Linked DNA regions of Mus musculus: region 1 is linked to region 2. A link is a contact called in public Hi-C data. All regions are on one chromosome and are shown on one strand. The core of a region is the stretch at or near the end of the contact, and the rest is flanking DNA. Distances in the headings are between cores, read along the strand shown. Region 1 has its middle 81 kb from the start of 4930431F10Rik. Region 2 holds the start of Gm35154 (a long non-coding RNA gene).

Region 1 (5,101 bases), core at 87-2,586, 220 kb after region 2:
ATGTTTAGTTTCTTGTGTGTCCCAGGAGTAGACACAAGAGTTGTATCTCAGAAGGAAAGTACTTACCTGCCAATACTGGCAGAGCTTTGTTCCAAGAGCAAAGGATCTACACTGTGATTCATCTTTAGAGGTCAAGGGTTCCAAAAAGCTTTCCTATAGTCTTCTGAAACTTCAGTCACCATTGTCACTGCTGGATCACATGGCTCCAGTAGAAGAGTGGGTGTACTATTATGTGTTATTTTAATATTTGAAAACTAATAGCTACAGTAATATCTCATTTTTTTCTAAAATATTACCCTTCAACAACTACATTGTTACAAACCAGATTTAAAGACAGAGAATGGTGTAGAGCTTGGTTTGGTTTCCCCACTAATGTCCGTCTACTAATTGCCATTATTTTTATTCTGATGTTAATAGGCATCCTTTGCTCATCTCTTTGCGTATTCTTTCTAGTCAACTATTTTTATGCCTATCTCTCAACAAAGGAGAACCCAGAGGTTTTGGGTTATTTTCTTGTTATTGTTGCTGACCTCTGGTCTTCAGTTTTTTAACATCGAATTTTGAATGTTAAATTGGTAAGACTAATTTTAATCTCAATGACAAGTGCTGTTTTCATTTTAAAGATGATGCTAAAAAAATATATCTTTAATGAATAATGCTTATGGAAGAATGGGAAGTTTAATACCTAAGTAATAACTATGTAGACAATATATAGCTATTCGAAATGTCCTCATATGTATTAGAATATATAGGCTCCATTACACTGTTTCAGGCAGAATACATGTGTTTTGATCCTGTATTAATAAAGTAAAAACTTTTCAAAATGTGTACTTTGGATCTATCAAGTTTCCATAGGTCTCTTTCTTAATAAGCAGTAAACATGTGAGACAAAAAAAAAAAAAAAAAGTCCATAAAGGATGTGCTTTCTAACTCAAATTAACTAAAAATCTGTCCTAGTTACAGTTGCATTGTTGTGAAGAGGCATAATGACCATGGCAACTTTTATAAAGGCAAACATTTAGTTGGGGCTGTATTACAGTTCAGAGGTTCAGTCCATTATCATCATGGTAGGAAGCATAGCATCATACAGGCAGACTTGGTGCCAGAAGAGTCAAGAGCTCTACATCTTGATCCAAAGGCATCCAGGAGGAGACTCACTTCCCAACTGGGTAGAGCTTGAGCATAGGAGCCTCAAAGCCCACCTCCACAGTGACACACCCCTACCAACAAGGCCACACCTACTCCAACAAGGCCATACCTCCTACAAGTGCTACTTCCTATGGGGCAAGCATATTCAAACCACAGAAACTCCAGCAGTAATACTTTTAAATGATGACTCATTGTTTGCCAGCTGGGGCTAAAATTTTTTCCAGAAACGGTGACACTATAATCAAGACTTTTAAGGAACTCAGAGGCAAGCCTTGGTGTTAAAAAAAAAAAAAAATCAAACTACAAAAAAAGGAACTTTCAATATTCAAAAAACTCATCAATATATGTGAAACAAACATTAAAGAAAAGGCCAAGAAGAATTAATAAAAAATAAAGTAATAACACGAGTTGATCTTTATGTAGCCTCCAAGTTTATAAATGTTTGTATTAACTCAGTTCATCTTCACAGCACATTTAGGAGCTAACCATAGCAAAATGGTGTCTTCCACATAGAAAATTGACACTTGAGAAAACTCAAGTTTTCATGGCTCCATCTTGTTTTTGTGAGTGTGTATCTTCTGATTCCTTGATAGGGTGTCCTCTCTTCTTCAGAAAAGAAAATAGAACTTCTGTCTTTCCTCACTGAAACCAAGAGACAAAAAAAGATATGTATTCATTCTAATAGTTAACTTGAAGATGAATTCCCAGTTTTAAATATTATCATGGATAAGCCCCAGCATCAACTAGGGTGGATGAAAAGACATTGGACCACGCTTTTCCAGTCACTTAGTTCTCTTACATCAACTTTGGCCAAGAGAATGCCTAACCCCAGCAAGGAGCTATGGGACCTATATTACCATGAGTGTCTTAAGTACACTCATTCCTGTCATTGCTATCAAGTACTTTCTCTTTTCTGTATTCATATCCTGTTCTCAGTACAGGAGCCATAAGTGACAGTAGGGACATGCCTAGGCAATGGGGGATGGGCAGTGGAAAGTAAGTATGAGAAAGTACTGCCGAGACAACAAGATAAAACACCTAGAATGCAGCTCAACTTCAAGAGAAGATGGAAAGCTATCTTTTCCCAGACTCAACCATGCTGAAGAGTTCAAAAGGAAAACAGAGAATTGGTAGATTGAAAATGAAGAAAACATCGAAGGAAGCAGACATACAAATGTATGCTTGTTGGTCACGCTCCCACCCCACTCCAATTAACATTTGTAAAAGCTAGATTAATGGTGGCCCATTTATATGGATGCATTTACTGTCCTGTGGATTTCTCCTACATCAATATTAACAAATTTAACAGTAATAGATGACCGAAAAGAAATGACTGAATTCTGAGATTGAGCAAGCTTTTTTCCACTTAGCTCAGACCACTGAAAGATGAGCCCTATGTGAGAAATGGAAAGGGTAAAGAAACAGTATGTATCAAAAACAAAAGATAAGTTTAAAATTTTCTATCAAGAGCTATTCTTTGTCAAGGGCATGCTAGATTCTTTGGAGTCAAGTTTAGTCTCTCTCTCTCTCTCTCTTTCTCTCTCTCTCTCTCTCTCTCTCTCTCTCTCTCTCTCACACACACACACACACACACACACACACACACACACACACACACACAGAAGTGTAACAACACTTCTCATAACACAAACTACAAGAAAATGGAGTTATAGCAATCCTTTTAACCTGAAAGTGTGCTCCAGAAAACAGGTATCGTTGGCCAAAGCAGCTCAGTTCAAATCTCAAGAGCCCTAGATACGAGGAGCCAGAAATTCTTAGAAGGAACACAGTCTGTAGGACGCAGGGATTATACCAGCTAGAAAAGTGAATGAAAACTGATAGCTCCCTTGACTTCTGTTTGTCAAGGAGATTGTCACTGTTGACAGGGATGGCTGGCCCTGGGGAAAATGGGCAAGATAAAACTTGACAGAAACACTTGGGAGGAAATTTGACACTAGTAAAAACCACAGGTGTGAGTGAAACCACTCAGTAAAAGTTGGGTTGTTTTTCAGGGTCTGATGTTCTACGCAGTTCTAGTTCAAATTTAGAAGTTTGAGTGAACCATGTGGGGATGTTAAAACACAGAAGGCATTCCCCAGAGCCAGCAGAAGCATTGTACAATCACTACTCTCAGGGTACTCTCTAAGCTATTTAGGTTTGCTGAATGCACAAACAGCTCAGTGTTTTTAAGGGAAACACCCTGAAGCAGATAATAACTTGATCTCCGGGCACACTGAGCCCAGGGTTGTGTCCCAGAACCACTGTTTATTAGTTTGACTTCTCATAATTTCATTTTCTATGCCCCGGACTTCTAATTTTAATTGGAGATAATATTTCTATCTGATGGAAAGGATAATTGGAGAATCAAAGGAGACAATGAATGCGTTTAATGTTTGCTATGGTGCCTGGCACGTGGGAAGAGCTTCTTGAATCTTAGATATGGGTTTTATATTGATAGAATCATACAATAGCAACACTAATAAGAACAAACTTTTAAAGCCAAGCCAACATTTTTTTGACATAGGCTCTTACTAAGTAGCCCAGGCTAGCCTTGAAATCTTAAGGGCTGGGATTAAAGATTAGTTTCTTGAAATCTGCACCTGAACAAAGAAGAGATACTCTGATCTCCAAGAAAGATAAATGAAAATCTTCGTTTTTGTTTGTTTGTTTTTTCCTCCTCCCTCCCTCCATTCCTTTCCTTGTCACTCTTGGTTGTTCTCTGATAAGCTCCTTGTACCCTACACCTATGTTTCAGAGCCTGTAAGCAATCTTGAGTACCCTACTGCTGGCTTCTACTGGTCTCCACACTGCCCTTGCTTGAAAGGGATTTATTCACTATGTTCACAAGAGACATGGATCATGGTTCAGAGAGAAAGAGATTGAGAGAGGGAGAGAGAGAGGGAGAGAGAGGGAGAGAGAGAGAGGGAGGGAGAGAGAGAGAGAGAGAGAGAGAGAGAGAGGGAGAGAGAGAGAAAGCATATTGCTTTATTATTTTACAAGCAGGCTTACAATAGCACCCTCTATTTATAAGTAACATTAGGCTCTTTGTTTCTTGCTTACCTCCTTTAGCAGAGTAAGCAAGGCAAAGCAGGCCACTTTCTAGTAGATTGTGAGAAGATAGACAGCAGCATTAGCTTCACTGTGGGTTTGATGTGGAGAACAGAGTCAAAAGGAGATATTCTTGTGGGTTTCTATATGACTGAGAGGCAGCAAAGCTCTTGCTGTGGCAGCCGATTAAAACGAATGACATTCTGATCACCAAATGTTAATAGGTCCAAGTGGAAGTGTGGTGACCAAAGTTGAGTCATAACTTGAAAGGAAACCAGTCTTACCCATGTTTTTTTTTTTTTTTTTTTTTTGTTCTTTAGTGAAGACCCTTACTAAGCTCTTTGAAGACCATGGCTTTCTACAAAGGAGCAGCACAGCTACCGTTGGTCACAGCAAGTGGCTCTTCACACTCTTCAGTCTGAACAAGAACCAGTTATGAGAAGCTAGGGTTTTACTTACTTTTGGTGTGGTTAGCATTGGTGGGAAGGCAACTTACTGGTCTCTCCATTTATTAACATCATTGATCTTTGGGGTTTTCTATTGTTGGTCTGGCTAGCTTGGTTAAGGCTAACATCCTTTTGCCACGGAGAGTCTTGCAAAGTTCCTCCTCATCTGGCCTGTGGCTGAGCGAGGGGCTCTTCTGAGCCTCTTTGAAACCTATTTGGAACATTCCTAAACAGCAAAACTTAGACTGTTAAGTGATTTTTTTTTAGGGTACTTAATTATGGAGACCTCTGTCCTAATGCTTGAATTTGCATCTTTGTCCTCGATTTTTTTTCTTTAGGGGAACTCTAATATCTATTCCAGAATAGATATTCAACTTGGATTGATTATAATTGGGGAGGGATTGGATTTTATCTGGAACATGAAATAAACAATTCCTAACACTTCTTTATCAAAAACT
Region 2 (5,140 bases), core at 2,444-4,943:
GAAATGGGTGTTAGCCGGGCAGAGCGACACATGCCTTTAATTCCAGCACGTGGGAGACAGAAGTAGGCATATTTCTATGAGTCCAGCCAGAGCTACATAGTGGGACCCTGTTCAGGAAGAAAAAAAAAACATAGAAAAAAGGTGATTATTTAATAATCGGTAGAATGTAGAAAAATGAGGGGGTGAAGGGAATTCCACATTAAAGATCTAAGAGGATCCTCAGCCAAAATGTCATTTTAACATGTTTTTAAATTTAGCCCTCACCATAGTGAGTTTCGCTATGACACAGGCATACATATGTAACTGCTCTTTGCTCTTATGCAGCTTCTCTTTCTTCTCCCTGGTCTTCTTTCCTCTTCTGCTTTCATATGAAATACTGAAATGTACTTCTAATTCTATGGAGAGAGCCATTGGGGTTAAGAGGAAACAGAAATGGTTTTCGGAGGTAGCCTGCTGGGGAACAGACCTGCTCTGGGTGTGTGTATGTCGGGCGTCGGGGAGAGAGCTGAGGCAGGGGGCTGACGTCCCTGTCTCAGCTCATTCTGCTTCGATTCTGAGGCGGCCCAACTGCTCCCTCCCTTCCAGCCCACCTTTCTACCTCTCTCACGGTTTCCCTTTCTGCTTCTCCGTCTGTGCCTCCTGCAACCAGAGAGACCAAGTGAGTGATCAATATGGAGGGCCCACTAGAGAAGAATAGAGCAGCAGAGATGGTTATGTGCACGAAGCATCTCTCGTAGGTGGCCTAAGGTGGGGTCGTGGAAAGGCAACTGCGCGAAGGAAATGCTACCTGTTTGTCTCGTTTTGTTTTATGGGTCAGTTTTACTTTAAGCCCCATGATGGGCAGGGCTGAGGGTCTACACGCGTTTTCTTCCACAGTGAGGAGAGGCTGGGGGAGAATGCCTCCATTGTGTGGAGCTGTCTGAGGATTTATTTTCCCCCCTCTAGAGGAGACAATTGGCATCCAGGAAGTGGTCAGGACTGAGAGGCAGGAGAGATGACTTCAGTTCATGCTCACCCGCCATCTGTGCGTCCTTTGGGTTAGATTCTCGACCCTCAGTTTCTTCCCTGGTGAAGGAAACACCCTGCCACTTATTCTGCTAGAGAAAGTGACTGTTTTAGGTTAGGGAAACTGGAAATCACTGACAAAAAAAAAACAAAAAACAAAAAACAAAAACCCCAGTACCTCTTGTTTTGCTCTATCACCCTAAAAGAGACAATCTCTGTGAACCTTCCAGCTTGCTGTTTAGAAACTGAAAAAGGGAAGGAACCGAAAGGGAAAGGTTACCTCCCTGTTTCTCTCCGGGACCCATCAAGATATCTCTGCCTCTAATAATCGCCTGGATAGAAATTTCCATCTTAGCCCAAAGCAGCTCAACCTGGTTTTGACTAACGCCCCATCTCCCTTTTTTTGTGTTCCTCTAAGTCAACAAGAGGACCTGGACGAGTCAGACCCTGTGTGGGAAGATTGGAGAAAAGAAGGAAGGTATGGAAACCACCAGAGATGGAGATAAGCTAAACATCCTGGCAAGTTGTCACGGTGTACAGCTCGTGCAGAAGGCTGAGCAGTTGGGAAGGTAGTTTGCAGACTGGCTTTAAATGCTTCATCTAATTGCAAGCAGCTGCCGATTAGCAGAGCTTGCCCAACTGTTTTCAATTCAGTGGTGATGGAGAGAATGAGCCTTGTAAGGGAAACTGGCAGGGTGGAGTGTATGCAAAGAGCTGCTTACACTTTTTCCAGAGGTCACAGAGTGCAGTAACTACTAAGGGACACTCTCTAAAATCACTGCAGGCCCTCAGGACAATGATTTTCCTCAACCTCACCACCGTTTCTCGAGTTTGGCGGGAGGCAAGCTTCCCTGTTAGCCGTATTCCAGAGTGATCTGGGGGGCATGATTCATCAATAGCTAGATTTCATGCCAGTTCAGAAGCGACTGTTTTCTGATGGGGCAATAAAATCACAATGAGAGGTAATAATATCTTTTAAGTGTCCTCTTGGATCGTTTCATTCTTAAAATTAAAAAATAGGAAAGAGTAGAAATGTTTTCACGAGTCCTCTATAATTATGGAACCTGCTACACATGACTCAAATTGATGAATTTCCTGGAAGATAGTTTGAGCATCCAAATTGGTCGAGCTTTTCCCTTCTTCAAAAACAGGTTCTTAATCTTTACTCGGTTATTTTACTAGACCTCATTTCTTGTCATACATTTTAAATAGTCGTTTTAATGTTTCTCTTCTGTGAATTGAAGAAACAGTTATGGTGATGGAAAGCAGCTTCTACAAACCTAGGAAGGCCTGTGTTCCTTCAGGTGCTGCCTAACTAGCCAGAAGTGTATGAGAAAGCAGAAGTGTGTGAAAAAAATTCCTATCGTGCACCAAGATTTATCAACAAGAATCTTCACTCATATTTTTGATAATAGCAGAAATTTAGAAATCCCACAGTGACTAAATATTTTATGGTGTCCATTAGTACAATCTTAGGTAGTCTCGACAATGTTGAATATATTGATGTAGGAAAATAGCTATAAGAATGTGATAGGTAGAAAATGGGACAATATAACCATTGTTAATAGAGATATCTTTGCATATCCATCTATTCTTCTAGACCTAGATCTGATAGGCTTCAAGTGTGCAAGAGTATATGTGTTTCTTTGTGTGTGTGTGTGTGTGTGTGTGTGTATTAGTATGTGTGTGTGTGTGAGTGTACATGTGTGTGTCTGTGTGTGTTAGTGTGTGTGTGCATGTGTATATGTGAATGTGTGTGTGTGCATGTGTGTCTGTGTGTGTGTGCATGCGTGTGCATGTGCATATGTGTGAGTGTGTATGTGAAGAACATCATAGAGGCAATAGTGCTGAGATTATAAGCACTTTAATGATTTGTCATTTTTTTCTAAATGTCTTGGGAAACACATATATGAGTTTTCTATTTAGGAAAATAAACTTAGTTTATAATGGAGTTCCCAGAGAGTCAGATTTCTATCACTGGTGGCTTCATCCCTTGTTAAGATAAAGCTAAGAGGGAGACTCATGCCCAGCAAAGGAGAAAAGGAATCAAGAGAGACAGCACTCAATAAACACCCAGTTTTGTTTCTGCTATCATGCCTGTTTGAAGCACTCACACGTATTTGCCTCAGCTAGATAAGTCAGCCCCTTAGAAACACTCACAGTTTCCGCCAGCTGCTTTGGATGGTTGAGGTTAGGTTTTGTTTTGGTGAACTTCACCGCCTATCCCGTGAGCTAGCATATGAACCGTGGTAAAGAGAGTCTCTGAGGCAGACTCAGAGGCACGCCGCTAATCTTCTGACATCCGCAAGGACTGGAAAAGGCAGCGCCATCTGTTTCTCTCCCAGGGCAGGCCCCTTGATGTCAAAGAGATGGACCTTCTCAGGTCCAGTCGTTAGATGGACATCCAGTGGCTGCAGCCGCACCTTGTGAGTCTGATACTCTGGAGGAAGCAGCGCAACAAAGACTGGAGTGATCAACCGTGTTAGACCCAATTTACAAGTCCTTTCTGGGATTGGTTTCCCAAATTCTTTCCCATGAATTAAGCATTTGCGAGTCCTCTAGCAGGAAGCTCTTTGTCACTGAGAGCTGTCAACGAGAGGCTGCTCATGTCTTTGCCCAAGCCTTCTGGACTGTCCTTTGAGTTAGAACCAGGGGGTTCTCATTGCATGATGTGGCAGAGTTTCTGGAAATTAATTTGGGGAAGAGGAAACTGACTGATGTGGGAGTCATCGCCTCAGCCGTCATTCTTTGGTACCCCCCTGCTTCGTGATGATTTCTCAAAGAAAAAGAGAAATGGCAAAACTTCTTGTGGAAATTAGGATCTGGTCAGAAGTACTCATTCTAGAGCTGTGTGGTTTACTTGACTCTAAAGGCGACTACTGGTTTAGTGTTAGTTCCTGTGTGCCTCCCCCCCCCGCCCCCCAGTCTTTCTTTTAAAACTCTCTTGTTTAGGGTACATACTAATGAGGTTAATTTTTGACACATTTTAAAAAATGGTGTTTACATAGAGTCACTTATGAGCAGCTAGCTACTGCACATGCCTGGAGGGAGACTGTTACAAAGAGGACAGTTCCTCCATTCAGGGAAATCACACAGGAGGGAAAGAAGGCAAGCAGCAGGCAAGAGGTACAGTACAAGGTGTCAGAATAAGTAAATCAATGACATTAGCAACAATTTTCATTGCTGGAATTGCGATGCACCTTGATGGTTTGCCTATCTGGAGAGAAATTTCTAGAAGAGTTAGTTACTTAGTCATCTTAGACTAGAGCCATGCATGCTTTGGATAGCAGAATTCTCTCTTATTTCAGTCAAGATATTTCAGTGGTGAGACACAAACCCATCTGAAGGTTTTGGGTCTAACTTCAGAGACCCTGCTGACTATGGGTGATGGTAGTTTCTCCAGTATTGGTGTCATTCTCTGACACACACACACACACACACACACACATCTTGTAATGACAATGGCAGCTAAAACTCCCAGCTTTTAATCTCTTTGCTTTGGCAATCCCAGAGGAAAGGGCTAGTTCTAGTCTCAATGGGCTCAATAGCATCTGGGGCTGATTCTCACTGAGTTAGTGTGGATCACATGTCAGTTCTGCATCAATCACTGTGGATCCTAGCAGAAGGGGCAGTCTAGTCACAACTAGCTCAGTAGCATCTAGCATAGATTCTCATTGAGTTAGTTTACGTCACGTGTCAGTTCTGCACCAACCATTGTGGCCTGAATGTAGCACACGCTTATTGAGCAGATCTAAGTTTGGGTAAGGGTTGGGAGCAGCATCTTGGTACCCAGTGGTAAAGTGAGGAGCTATTGATGAAAGTATGAAAACGCTGTGGACCCATGGTGTCCTTTTTGCACTAATTGGATGCTCCTACTGATCCAATTGTTCTGGTAGTCTTCAGCTTCCACACAAGGGCTCTGCTAACAGTGTTCTGCCTTGTTTCAAGGAGGTTCTTTGATCCCTGTGCAAGTTTCGCGGATGTGAATTTTCTGCTCACTGCTGAGACCTTTGTCTGCCAGCTTCAGAGAGCTGCCCCTACCCCAGCATCCATTCTGTTTGCTTGAGTAATGAGTCAGATGTTCAGTACGGTGGTTCTCATGGTTGTGATGCCTTGATCATCGTTGTTAGCAGCA

The links. A called contact is a pair of places that touch in the nucleus more often than the background predicts.
Region 1: a Hi-C map of bone marrow-derived macrophages shows a contact between it and region 2, with 5 times the contacts expected there. The contact joins two enhancer-like sites. A contact is called at or near these places in 2 of 39 promoter capture datasets (the C10 cell line and liver), 3 of 484 Hi-C or Micro-C datasets (Th2 cells, bone marrow-derived macrophages and group 2 innate lymphoid cells) and 3 of 115 datasets of contacts at active chromatin or transcription factors (CD8 T cells, bone marrow-derived dendritic cells and pancreatic cancer cells).

The regions. Positions count from the first base shown.
Region 1 is chr10:44,817,470-44,822,570 of GRCm38.p6, forward strand. No RefSeq gene overlaps it. Among named protein-coding and RNA genes, the nearest start is that of 4930431F10Rik, 81 kb to the left of the region's middle. Within about 2 kb of position 1,337, at least 10 of the 459 cell types and tissues checked have an H3K27ac peak or open chromatin away from gene starts, as enhancers often do. A contact at or near this core is called in bone marrow-derived macrophages, where this site is marked.
Region 2 is chr10:44,598,543-44,603,682 of GRCm38.p6, forward strand. It overlaps Gm35154 (a long non-coding RNA gene), which reads left to right and starts at 357. Exons shown (of 4, transcript XR_380292.3): 1 at 357-658; 2 at 1,424-1,483. Within about 2 kb of position 3,694, at least 13 of the 459 cell types and tissues checked have an H3K27ac peak or open chromatin away from gene starts, as enhancers often do. A contact at or near this core is called in bone marrow-derived macrophages, where this site is marked.